2 separate regions of the Mus musculus genome follow, and region 2 is linked to region 1. Evidence: chromatin contacts called from public Hi-C data. All regions are on one chromosome and are shown on one strand. The core of a region is the stretch at or near the end of the contact, and the rest is flanking DNA. Distances in the headings are between cores, read along the strand shown. Region 1 has its middle 25 kb from the start of Car2. Region 2 has its middle 40 kb from the start of Gm33819.

The links. Hi-C and Micro-C count contacts between places; a contact is called where the count stands out from the background.
Region 2: a Hi-C map of the G1E-ER4 cell line shows a contact between it and region 1, with 2.6 times the contacts expected there. The contact joins two enhancer-like sites. A contact is called at or near these places in 3 of 15 datasets of contacts at CTCF or cohesin (CD8 T cells, embryonic stem cells and large pre-B cells) and 1 of 484 Hi-C or Micro-C datasets (the G1E-ER4 cell line).

What each region holds. Positions count from the first base shown.
Region 1 is chr3:14,908,482-14,914,454 of GRCm38.p6, reverse strand. No RefSeq gene overlaps it. Among named protein-coding and RNA genes, the nearest start is that of Car2, 25 kb to the right of the region's middle. Within about 2 kb of position 2,339, at least 41 of the 459 cell types and tissues checked have an H3K27ac peak or open chromatin away from gene starts, as enhancers often do. A contact at or near this core is called in CD8 T cells and the G1E-ER4 cell line, where this site is marked.
Region 2 is chr3:15,194,168-15,200,860 of GRCm38.p6, reverse strand. No RefSeq gene overlaps it. Among named protein-coding and RNA genes, the nearest start is that of Gm33819, 40 kb to the right of the region's middle. Within about 2 kb of position 4,485, at least 18 of the 459 cell types and tissues checked have an H3K27ac peak or open chromatin away from gene starts, as enhancers often do. A contact at or near this core is called in CD8 T cells and the G1E-ER4 cell line, where this site is marked.

The sequences.
Region 1 (5,973 bases), core at 1,090-3,589:
CTATCTTTTAAACAATCAAAGTCAGCCAAAGCCATTCTGGATGGATTGTATTTGTTTTTTAGTGAAGATGAGAGCTAGAATATGTCACAAGAAGTGTCAGGGAAAGGTCCCAACAGACAGGGAGAGCAGTCTACTTTTCATGTGGGAAAAATGAAGAGAAAAGTTGCAGGAGCCATCTTTTGGCCATGTGTGAGATTTATGTCTAAATCGAAAGAAAGAAAACACTGGTAATTTTTGAAATGGTGATAGAGATAGTATTCAAAATAGAAGCCAATCCAAGGAAGCAGACATAATCGTGTGGAAGGACTGAAATGAACAAGCTGAGTCTTTTTGGTGAAATGTTCACTCCAGGCTCACTTCTGGTCCCAATAAAGGGAAGACGCTAGTTCTGCCGAATGGCCTTCACTCTCTCACTGAAGTAGAAAGTGAGGTTGTTTGATAAAAGGGAAGGGTAAGGGCATGGCTGGGATTTCAGAGGTAAATATTTAAAGGTAATTGTAGATATGAACAAGACAGCCTATCAGCCAAAGATAAATAGTGCTTACTTACAGAATCAGGGACCTTGAATCAATAAATACATTGTAGTCCTTGATGGTACTCTGTTTCCAAGGAAAGGGGAATTAAGACTTGTGAAAAACCACATACGAATCAATAAAATAATTTGATTTCCAGGGGTTTAGTACTTAGTTTTCGTTTTTGCTGATTTACGTTTGTAACTGAGATGAGAAGGCAGGAAAAGAAAAACTGAGTTTTGCTAATAGAAGGCAATGAAAATATGGGTATTATATGCTTGGTAAGTGTATGTAGCTTTTCATTATGAAAACCTTCAAATAATTGTACATGAAGGCTAGATTACCAGAGGCCAAACTAAAAAAACAAGTCTACTGTGCCCCAAATCATCATGTTTTTCTGTCATACACTCATAATAACAACAAAAGTAGTAAGAGGAAGTTGAGAATAGAAGAAAAAAATGTATGAAAAAGAACTTTAATAACCCCACCACTGTAAATTTCCATCCTCATTTTTAAATGGACTTTCATTTGAAAGATCAGGTGATACTTAAAAATCACTAATATCTTCTGCCACAGCTTTAAAATCTGGTTCTGAAGGGGTTCATAATTTTATAAGCAATACATGAAAAAGTTTATGTCACCATGCCCCCTTCAATGCTAGAAAAAGGCTTTTATTAGTGGATACTGAGTGGCTAGTTTTCTACATCAAAATTTATGTCTTTATTATTATGATAGCTGACATTTATGGAGTACCTGTCTTTAAGTACAAATATGTATTATAGAAAGGATCCTGATTCATTAAGCCTTTCTACCGTAACACCTTTGCCACCAAGAATTCAAGTGTCCAGTTAACCTTCCTACAGCCATGCACAGAAGAATGGCATACAGTCAAAGCCTATAAACTGTAGGCCACTAAACTCTGTCTTAGCGTTTCTAGTCGTGCACAAAACATCATGACCAAGAAGCAAGTTGGGGAAGAAAGGGTTTATTCAGCTTACAGTTTCCACATTGCTGATCATCAGCAAATGAAGTCAGGACTGGAACTCAAGCAGGTCAGGAAGCAGGAGCTGATGCAGAGGCCATGGTGGGATGTTACTGGCTTTGCGTCCCCTGGCTTGCTCATCTTGCTTTCTTATAGAACCTAGGACTACCAGCCCAGGGATGGCACCAACCACCATGGGCCCTCCCACCCTTGATCACTAATTGAGAGAATGCTTTACAGCTGGATCTCATGGAGGCATTTCCTCAAGGGAGGCTCTTTCTCTGTGATAACTCCATTTTGTGTATCAATTTGACACACAAAACCAGACAGTACAAACTCCATGAATAAAGTATATAAATAGATAAGTAAATAAAGTCATTCCAAACAATCGTAAATGTTTTGCCTAAAGTACAACAGAAGTTACACAGGAAAAGTGATAGGCTGTGGTGGGAGATTGGTTTTTAATTTGTGAGTTTGGGGCGTTAGTTTGTTTGGTTTCGGTTTTGTTTCATTTTGGTTTTAAGATAGGGTTTCACTCTGTAACCCTGCTAATGTAGAGCTCATTGTAACCCAGCTGGCCCCATACTTGCCTTCCCAGTGCTAGTGTTAAAGAGGTTTGCAGTGGCAGACCTTGTGCAGTCTGCAAGCAGAGTGTTTTATGACAGTATTAGCTCTTCTTTGTGCCATTTTTCCAGCTGAGACAAGCAGTAACAGGGATAGACAGCCCAGAGAAGAGCACAAAAATACAAAACTGTAGTGTAGGCAACTAGTGAAAAATCAGGAAATGGAGAAGAGCAAAGACTCTGAACAGGAAGCCATAGTACAAAGCCTAGATGGTAAGAATTGAGTTTCCTTGTCACGGAGGGAAGCATGTGATGTTATTTGTTCTTTTGATGGCTGAATGCAGCTCCAGTATAGAAATTTCACTACAAAATAGAGGCAGAGAGACATGCTGAAATGATTTGCTTCATGAAAACAAAAGGGTTTGCGTAAGGCTTGAATGAAGAGTGTTAAGGAAAAATAAGTCATATGTGATTTCTAAATTTTTTCATTAAGTCTAGTATTGAAAGTAGTGCCCTTTTACGGCACAGAGAGAGTTAAGAGAGGTTACAGGGATGAACTCAGTGATCTTTCTGGATATATAAAAGTTTAAATGCCTTTTTGACATCCAGAAGTTGGATAGAAGTATTATGGACAGTTGCATAAGAGAATAACAATCTGGAGGGAAGATAAGAATTTGGAGCCCTGAACTGGGTTGCCTCTCATGCTACTTGGTGGTCAAGAGCTTGCCCAGTATGCATGAAGCCCTAGATTTCACACATATTCGGAACTTTTTATCTTAATTATTTTTATTTAAAACACATTTATTGCTATGTAATATAGTCTGATCACAGTTTTGCTTCTCTCAACTCCTCCCAGATCCTCCCACTTCCTCACCCACCAAATCCCCATCCTTTCTTTATCTTTCTCATTAGAATACAAGGCACCTAAAAAATTTAAAAATTAAAAAGAAAATTAAAATGAACAAACCAGAAAAGAATGAAACAAACTAACAGAAGAAAAAGAGTCATAGAGGAAGCACAGAAGAAACACATAAGGTCACGTGCATAGAAATCCCATAAAAATACAACACCAGAAACCACAATATACATTCAAAGACCTATGGGGGGGAGAAAGAGAAAGAAAGAAGGGGGAGGGGGGGAGAGAGAGAGATTAAGAGTTACTCAGACAAAGTATTGTGAAACAATGAACTTTCAAAAATGCAATTTAGTGTATTTTGTGTTGAGCTTCTACTGCTGAGCATAAGACCTGTCCTTATTTGTGAATGTTGCCTTTTAAGTCTTCAATAAGCAAGCTCTACAATCCATATATCCATAGATATCATATGTAATATAAGTGGCTAGAGGAGGGAAATGCCTTCCTAGGAAAGGGAAATATGAATGTATGGGGGATAGACTAGAAGAAGAGAATCCCATGGGGAGAGGAAGGGAAAAGGATGGTAAGAGAAGGAGTACAAGGAGGGACAGTTAAAACTAAAGCCATTGGAGAGTTCTTATGGAAACCTAATACAGTAAAAACTTCTTCGGATATATACAAATAAATATAAATCATCAAATAATGGGCAACCAAAGTAAAAACAAAATATCTCTCATCACCAAATAAAACTTCCAGTTCCAAATGTAGGTTATATCCATCTAATGGAGACTGGAGAAGAAACAAAGGTCCGTGAAGAACTCCATCAATAAGAGCCTCAACAAAGAAAGACGTGTGTTAGTTAGTTTTAACTGTCTACTTGAAACAGTCTAGAATCTCATGGGAAGAGAGTCTTGTTTGAGTAATTATCTAAGTCAGATTGGTTCATGGGTATGTCTGGTAAACTGCCTTGTTACTGATGTAGGGTAACCTAGTCTATTTTGGGTCATACCTAGTGCCTAGGAAAGTGGTCCTGAGCAGTATAAGTGAGGGGAAAGATAGCTGAGAGCAATCAAGCAAGGATGCGTTTACTTTGTCTTTCCTCTTGACTGAGGATACAAGGTGACAAACTATTGGTGTCTTGAATTGACTTCTCCAAAATGGTGGGCTATAACTCAGAACTGTAAGTCAAGTAAGTCCTTCTCTTGCTTACATTGCTTTTTGGTGGGGTATTTGATCAGAGCAAAACAGAACAAAAATCTCAGAGACTAGGAAGTAAATAGCACATCTGTACTCTACTCGTGGAAGTTAAGTGGCTTCTGTTCCTAAAAAACATAATTCTAACAGGTTTTCGCCTGGTTTTATACCTAGAAGACTGACCATCCCCGCTCAGAGCACAGGGAAGGCCTGGCCGTGGCTAGAGAACACTATCTCGTATGAGTAGACACTTTGCATGGAATACTGACAATTCAGGCCATCGTAATTCACAAAGAAAAACGCGAGGAGTAAGAGTCAGACAATGCTAAGGACAAGCCTCTCCCTGCATGCCTGTGTGGTTCTGCCCTTGTCCTATAGGCACAGCAAGCTGGTTTGTTCTTTCTCTGTTAGGCAGTTCTCTGTGCAGCCCCAGCCTAGCACATACATGTCCATGGTCACTGCCCAGCATGTCCATGCTCACTTGTTTATGGAAAGTTCTGTGGAGTATAACTCTTTATTTCAAGATGCTTCTTGTTTAAAATCTAAGTTAAGATTTGCATGGTGCACTATGTGTCCCCTAGGTGTTCAAAGAATGAGAGGAATCAGCTTTTGTAAACTGTAAATTGTGAAATACAAGATCAACTGGAAAAATCTGATGCAGGGGCCATGACTAAACCATGAAAAGATTTAGTTTTGTCAGCTCTTTGCATGTGCTTCCAGTACAAGCTTGAAATTTTTGTTTTTTGTTCTTACAGAGCAAAGGTAAACTATGTAAACTATTATTCAGTATTCTTTATGAAATAAGCCTAATGTTTGAAATCCAGATGTGCCAACCTATTGGAGTTTTAATGAAGTTCAAAAGAGTGGTTTTCCTAAACTGAGTTGGTATAAAACCAAATTTATGTTGGCTTTCATGTTTAATCAGGAAATGTTTTTGTCAACTAACAAGATTAGGGCCCTACATCATAAACTGGCAGCAAGACCATATGCTCATATCATAGAAATAGCTTTTTCCTCATTAGGAACCAACCTATCTCCTAGCCATACAGTCTAGGAAAACTGACAAGTTGGTGAGGCATAAGATATAGGCAAGAGTTACATGCTTTATATAAAATGAAAATGTGTAGTAAAATACATATAAAGACATCAGGGAAATGAATATAGCTAAATAACTTTGGTATTTCTTGCTGAACACCTACACAAAAATTCTGTTGAAAAATCCTGTCTATTACAAAAGACTTGAGTTTATACAATTATAAGTATACAAGGTTCTACATTATGCATTTCCCCTTTAAACCTTATATTGGATTTTAGGACTAAAAGTTATCTTACATAATCCATAAAATCTGTTCTCAAGAAGTAACACGTGTTACTTCAAAATTAGTAGAGAATATAATTTATAACTTCACTTTCATGTAAAATACCTCTTACAAGAAGAGTTATTTTGAACAGTGTTAGGAATTGACCTGTATCCTATCATTAAAAGGTAAAGATGTGTTAGAGCTGGAGTCCTAACTGCCAGTTTCTCCCAGTGTCCCCTTATTAACTGAAAGCTTCTATAAGGCAAAGGACATAGTTGCTAAGACAAATCTTCACTAACCCCACATCCAATGGAGGGCTAATATCCAAAGTATATAAAAAAAAATCCTCAAGAACTTAATCACCAAAAAAACCAAACAATCTAATCAAAACCTGCGCCATAGAACTAAACCAAGAATTCACAACTGAGGAATCTCAAATGGCTGAGAAGCACCTAAAGAAATGTTCAAGGTCCTTAGCAGATCAGAGAAATGCAAATCAAAACGACTCTGAGATTCCACCTTACACCAATCAGAATGGGTAAGATCAAAACCTCAGGTGACAACACTT
Region 2 (6,693 bases), core at 3,236-5,735, 280 kb before region 1:
TCTCCTTGTTTAAAAAGAAAATGAATCCATTCATGAAGAAACCAAAGGTCCACTACATTAATTATCAGGACTTGTTAGAGCTCTCTGACCTACAAAAGTTTCTTGCTCTAATAAATTCTTGGAAATGATTCATTTTCCCAGGACTCATATATTCACACTTGTTTGACTTGCTGTATAATTGAAAGAGAAAATGGTAAATGACTGAATACATCCCTTTACATTTCCAGTTATCTACTATGATTAACTTTCCTGCAATAGTGAAAACAAATGTCTGTGAAGAACCTACTGAATGCCAGACAAAGTAGAGGATGGAAATGGAAGAATTACACAAATGTGGATCCTCTGCAAAGCCATAGATAATAAGCATGACTGAGCACAGTGAATGTGTGCTGAGAAATCTGAGTCTCAGTGAACTCCTTACCTCATCAGATTTTCAATGAATCTTTTAGAAGTTTATTCTTAAAGTGTTATGAGAAAAATAACATAGCACGGATATTTTAATCTACCCTCACCCTGCATTTAATTGACACTCTTGTTGATCCTGTTTGCTCCAGAAGGTAAGGCTAATTAAGGGCTACTTCAAGTCAGTCTCCTTAAATACTATTTCTGCTCAGTGAACAAATGAAAGAAAGAGGGGGAAAGAAAGAGGAGGAGAAGGAAGGCTTGGGAGAAAGTGGCACAGAAAGACCAATGCAGAAAGGAGAAATAACAGCATCTCCTTGACCTACTTACAAAGAGGAAATAACAGCATCTCCTTGACCTACTTTGTTAGGTTATTGGATTTTTACGTTTTTTGTTTTTTTTTTTTTTTTTTTTTTTTTTTTACTTAAGGCCTTGGCTATTCCATATTGCATATGCTTTCACTGTATATTTAATTAGTTCCATGTTTATTTTATAGATGACATAGCTATGAGTCACTCAGTACATTCTGCTCAGGCCCTGCACATTTTTAAGGAACGTCTAATTCTGTGAGGGTGCACATCAATGAGCAGAGAGAAGCTACTTAGCAGTGATGGCGGCAAGATGACATGTAAAATTGCAAGGGGTGATGTCTGAAAAGGAGTTTGAAAGTAGTTTCCCCATCTCAGACACTCTTATGAAAGGTCACTTAGGGAACACTAGGTTTCTAGTTAAAAGAGAAGTAGTGGACCATTGATCACAGGTTATGAAATGATTACAATTAAACTACAGGTTAATAAGTTGAGTTTCAAATGTCACTCAAGGCTAGTATCATAGGTCTTCATATTATTATCACAATATTTTCTATCTCATTCCTAATGTAGGAGTTATATACCTGTCTTCATGGTGATAGATGTAATTGGTGAGTTCATTCCCCAAATGAAACCTCTGCATGCTACAAACAGATAACAAGCATTACTGAATGCCCTCATTTAAGCAAATATTTTTTAGTAACTACTTTCTCTTATGTAACTAATGAGAAGCAAAATAAACAGGTAACTGTGGTATGCATTATGATAAAAATATATCTTATACTCTAAAAGACTGGAACTTTTGTTGGACCTCACAGCCAGTTAATATAATCCCTTGAGGCCACTTAAGTAAGACTGACATCCTCCTGTGTACTCAGCCTGTTAAGAAGACAGTAAAACAACCAACATTACTTGCCTTGCATTTCCAGTGTAACCAGCTTTTACAACCTAAGCTAAGGCATAGCTGTACTCTTAAAATATGTATTCTTTCATTTATCTGACCCAGAGAGCATTGCATGTGTATTGTGATAATCATTTTATAGAAACAGAAAATGGACTAAAAGTGGCCTTATATAGTGAAAATCCAGCATAAATACATGAAAACACTATTCAGGTACTGCTTAATGTTTGTTTCTTATCTAGGTTAGTTGGAGTCAGTGACTTAATTCCTTGTAAAATTCTGTTAAAGATTTCCCTGACTCCTTCCCCCCCATGCAAGACTTTCTGTATTGTTCATTAAAGAAGAGAGCAAAGCCTTTAGGTGGGGGCACACACACTCAGAATCACAGGGCCACAGACACAGGGACACCATTCATGCAGTTTCACATTTGGATAACAGGCAGGCAGGGACAATAAAAGACAGGAAGAATGAATTAGAGCATTCAAATCTGGGCTGGATCCTGTTTTAAAGGACACCAAGAAAGAGTACTTTTATTTCTGTCTTCAGTGCAAGACCCACACATTATTGATGGCTGAGTTTATTTTTAATGAATTCAAACATATGTAGGATAGCATCTCAACATATTCATATTTTAAATAGACATTAGCAAAAGTCCTTTAAGATCCTTTAAAATTACCCTAATGTAAGTTAATAGAAGCTCTCTTGTTCTATCAGCTCCTTTTCTTTAAAACACAATTTGACGGGTCTTTACTTTAAAACTTGTCCCTTTGCCTGCCTTTAATTCCTGTATGCTGTGACTCAGGCTGCAGCTACCTGAATATTTGAGGAGTATTGATATCTTATGAGACCAATGTTCAGTTTCCAATAGACTAGACACTAATGTTTTATTAGCATTCTTAGGCCACGGCGAAAGCATCTTGCTTGCCTTTACAAGGAGCGCTTGGCTTCTGCTCCTACTTCCTCTTTTCTTGTAAAGTTGGAAGAGAAGGGTAATTTTGCCTTCCACCAGGCTATACAGCTTTGCCTTTGAGTCCTTTTTGTAGTCTATTGCAATACATACTTACTAGATTCCACTCTCTGAGGTCCTTGGAAACATTTTTCTCTTGGTTCAATATGTAAGAACTCTGTGAGGCCATATATTTAGATAGTGTATCACAGGTTTTCGCTTCCTACATCCAAATAATATGCCTGATGAAGAGCATATAGGCCAAATTGCTGGGAATGTTAACTGTTAAAAACAACAACAATAGCAAAAAATCACCTGGCCTTTCTAAGTTGGAGGAAAAGGTTTTGCAACGTTTGCATCACTGCGTGCTTATGGAAGAGAAGATTTGCTGTGTAGGGAAGGCCTGGTGGGATAGCAAGCTGTGGCTGAGAGAACACGACAATGTCCTGCTCTGTCTCACTCTCTGCTTTGATGAGGATGTGCCAGATGAGCAACAGCAGAGGTTCAGGGTCCTCTGCTTGAGTGGTCAGGTAGGATTCAGTCCTGCTGCGAATCACTGCATATTGTTATTGACAAGCTTCCATCTGAAGACTCATGATGAAGCACAGCCTTGGAGCTCTCTGTGAGCTTACCATGGGGCCAGCATCAAAGGAAGGTTCATTTACAAATGCTTGTCACTGTGAATGCGCAGATAAACAGAATGTACCCTGTTCTAGTCTCTGGTTTTTTTTTTTTTTCCTTTTAAATTTTCTATTAATCTCCTATACCATCTGTATACTGCATTTGCTCAAAGGAGCTGTCTTTTGTCTGAAAAGCACTTTATATTTCAAATATGAGTGTATTCAAAACACAGGTTTGTTTTGAAAAATTTAACAAAGTTTAATTACATGCCTTGTTCTACATTAATAATGATCTGCATGAAGATCATCACATAGTGATTCATTTGATACACTTGAACTGTTTATTTTTTGTTTGTGTTTTTGTGTGTGTCTGTGATATGTATACATGTCTGTCCGTGTGTGAATCTATGTGTCTGGTTGAGTGTGCAAACCTCTGCACATGCATGTGGAGGTAACAGAAGTCTTCTTGCTCACTGCTATATTGTTAATTGACCAGTATCTCGCAGTGACCCCAGACCTTGCTATTGCAGTTACTCTTGTTAGTCAGCTTGCTTCAGTGACCCTTGTCTCTGCTGAAGGAGTGGTGGAATTACAGCAAAGCCTCCATGCCCTCCTGGCATTTAGGTAGGTGCCGGAGAACCCTCCACTTGCTTGGGCAGTAAACCCTTTTCTTTACTATTGAGCCATCTCCCCAGTTCTGGGATAATCTGAATTTCTTTTTTAGTTTCATTCTCAAAATGGAAATTTATATTATACATAACTACTTACTCCAACAAGAATAACCTTATACTATTTTTACTTCATATGAATGACAAATTTCTTGGCAGATAACTTCATTCTTTTTTAATGCTTTTTTTTACAACAAAAAAACATAAATTGGTCATTTCTTGTTTTACATAGTTTAAAAACATATATACGTATATATCTTTTTCTTAATTTCTGAGGCTTAACTTTTTAAGGCTAAATGAATATCCCCTTCAGAGCCACACCTATATTAAGAGTGATTTTTGTAGAAATATCATCTTTCAGAAATGAGAAGGTATCAACTACTGCAGGTTGGTGAGTATGGGAAGGCAGGTACATGCTGGACACAGACACATGGCTATAGTTCCTACTGAATACTAAGACTCCTCAGTGGCTCCCTAGGTTAAGATTGCTTCTAAACAGAGTATCACTGGCCATGGCTCTTCTGTTTCTCTTTCCTTTGATGTTCAAAAGAAATCTGAGTGTGAAATCTGAGCTGTTTATGAGGCATGTTGCACAGCTCACATGTCTATAAAATAAAAATACTACTTACTCCTTGTGAAAATGAAACCAAAAGAACTTTGTGTGCAGTGTCTGGTACAACAAGCAAACTATGCTAACATTCCCAACAGATGCTCAAAGGTCACACAGGCTTCTTTCAAGCTACTCTCTGGGTACAGGATTATGTTGAGCAAGAAGTTATTGTGAATCCATGTGATGGTGTACAGAACACAGCTGGGTTGATCTGGGTTGTCAGATTGCTAGCTGAAAACTGTCTCTTCTTGGCGAGGATGGATCCAAGAACAATAAAAACCTTCATTTGAAGAATTGCTATCTCTAACATATTACAAGCTTGTTTTCCTCCATCTGCCCTAGCTGGATCCTTAACTGGACTCACATACATGTGACATATACATCTAACAGGATTCTCATTGTTCAGACAGAGCTAGCTTCTGACCAAATGGCCCAAAGTAGCCTTCAGTGCTGGCTAATTCTTTTTACTCATTTGTTTTGTGCATTTGTGTGTCTGCTTCTCTTCACCAGACTGTAAGTTTCCAGAGAGCAGGAACGTTTATGCCTTTTTGCTGGATCTCCACAGGTCACACACCTACATATATTTAGTGCAAAACAGCATTAAAAATATTTGTTGAGTGTACATTTGAATGGCAGGCCATGTTTGACACAATGCAAACACCTACAAGACAGTCATCAAGTTATTACCATTACCAGTGACCTACTTATCTGAGGTTATGAAGCAGACGTTCAATAACATTCTTCGATAAATTAAAGAGCAAAAATCTTATTTAACATGTAGTTGAGAATAGTCTCAATCAATGAGTCTGTGGTTTAGGAAATGTTTACCAACTCTAACTCCAGGGTAAGGCAAAATACAGTGGTTAGAAGGCATAAGAATTCCCATATCCAGTAGTCAGGAGTTATACAACTACATGCTCCCCTGAAACATGTGTGGCATCCCTCAGGACACTGGAATTTAAGTAATCTCTCCTTCCATCCATCAAATCTACTCTTCTTTCTTGAAAAGACTTGCTCAATGTGTATTGCTTCTAAGAATGATGGATGTATGTTTCTCAAGAATCCAGAAACACAAAATTAATTCCAACATATTTTTGTATCACTCTCTGTTTTTCAGGGTCCAGAGAAGGAGCAGTGAACTGGAACATGTCTGGTAAGCAGAAGACTATAAACAATAGTTCTGTGATTGATGCAAGAATGAGCCAACAGACATTTCAAAATCAAAAGTGAAGCCAGCAAAAATTACATCTTCCAGCACCTGCTTTGTGTCCCTGTCTCCCCAGGACGTGCTATACATGGTAGCTGAATCACTATCATGGTAGCTGATCCATGCCCATGCTATCTCTGAGACAAACCAAAGGAGGGTACAAATTCTACTTGGAACAGACAACCATAGTTAGTGGTAGGCCTAAGCTAATATTGAAACAATTTCTGCTCCTTTTCATTGGCTTGATGGACTATGAGGGTTACACATTTCACACATGTTTCATAATAATCAATATGCCTAATACTTATTTTATGATTATTTGTCAAGGACTTGTAATTTGTGGTTTCTGAAAATAAATAAATAAGAGAGTGTCACAGGAAGCCAGATTAGAAATCTTAGAAAATTTTACCAAAGTCATTTTCAGCTAGAATATGAGATTCAGAAACTGGCCTTCCCCTTGACATAGAGAGTCAATTTGGTAAACATGGTTGGTCAATAAAGGTGTAAAATTATGATGGTATAATGTTTTAGAAAAGTGGTATATCTCATCAAGTATCCTCTTCAAGGGAAAGAGCTTGCTCAGCTCACATCTCCAGACTGATCCTTCTCGTTTCCACATGTTGCCACCAGATGGCGAGGCAGTTATGCAAAAGCAATCTGTTCATGAGTGCGTCCAAGAAGAAATGACAGCAGTGGGAACTGCAATTCAGTTGAAAGCGGTCACGGCACTTGCTCACTGATGAAGACGGCCTTGCTCGTTTTGTCTTTCCTTTTTTTAGAGTAAAAACTGATGGCTACCTATCCAAATCAGAGACAATTTGAGCAATAAAGTCTCAGAAAGCTTTTTTTTTAAATCAGAAACTCTATCATTCATAATTGGATTTTTAAAACAACACCAAAGATCAAGTATTAATAACCAACCCCTGCACCCTCTAATTGTTACTCGTTTTCTCTACCCCCTAAAATCTGCAAATAGTTAATTCTTCCTAATTTCCTTCAACTAATCTGTAGTAATCATATAGTTTTAAATT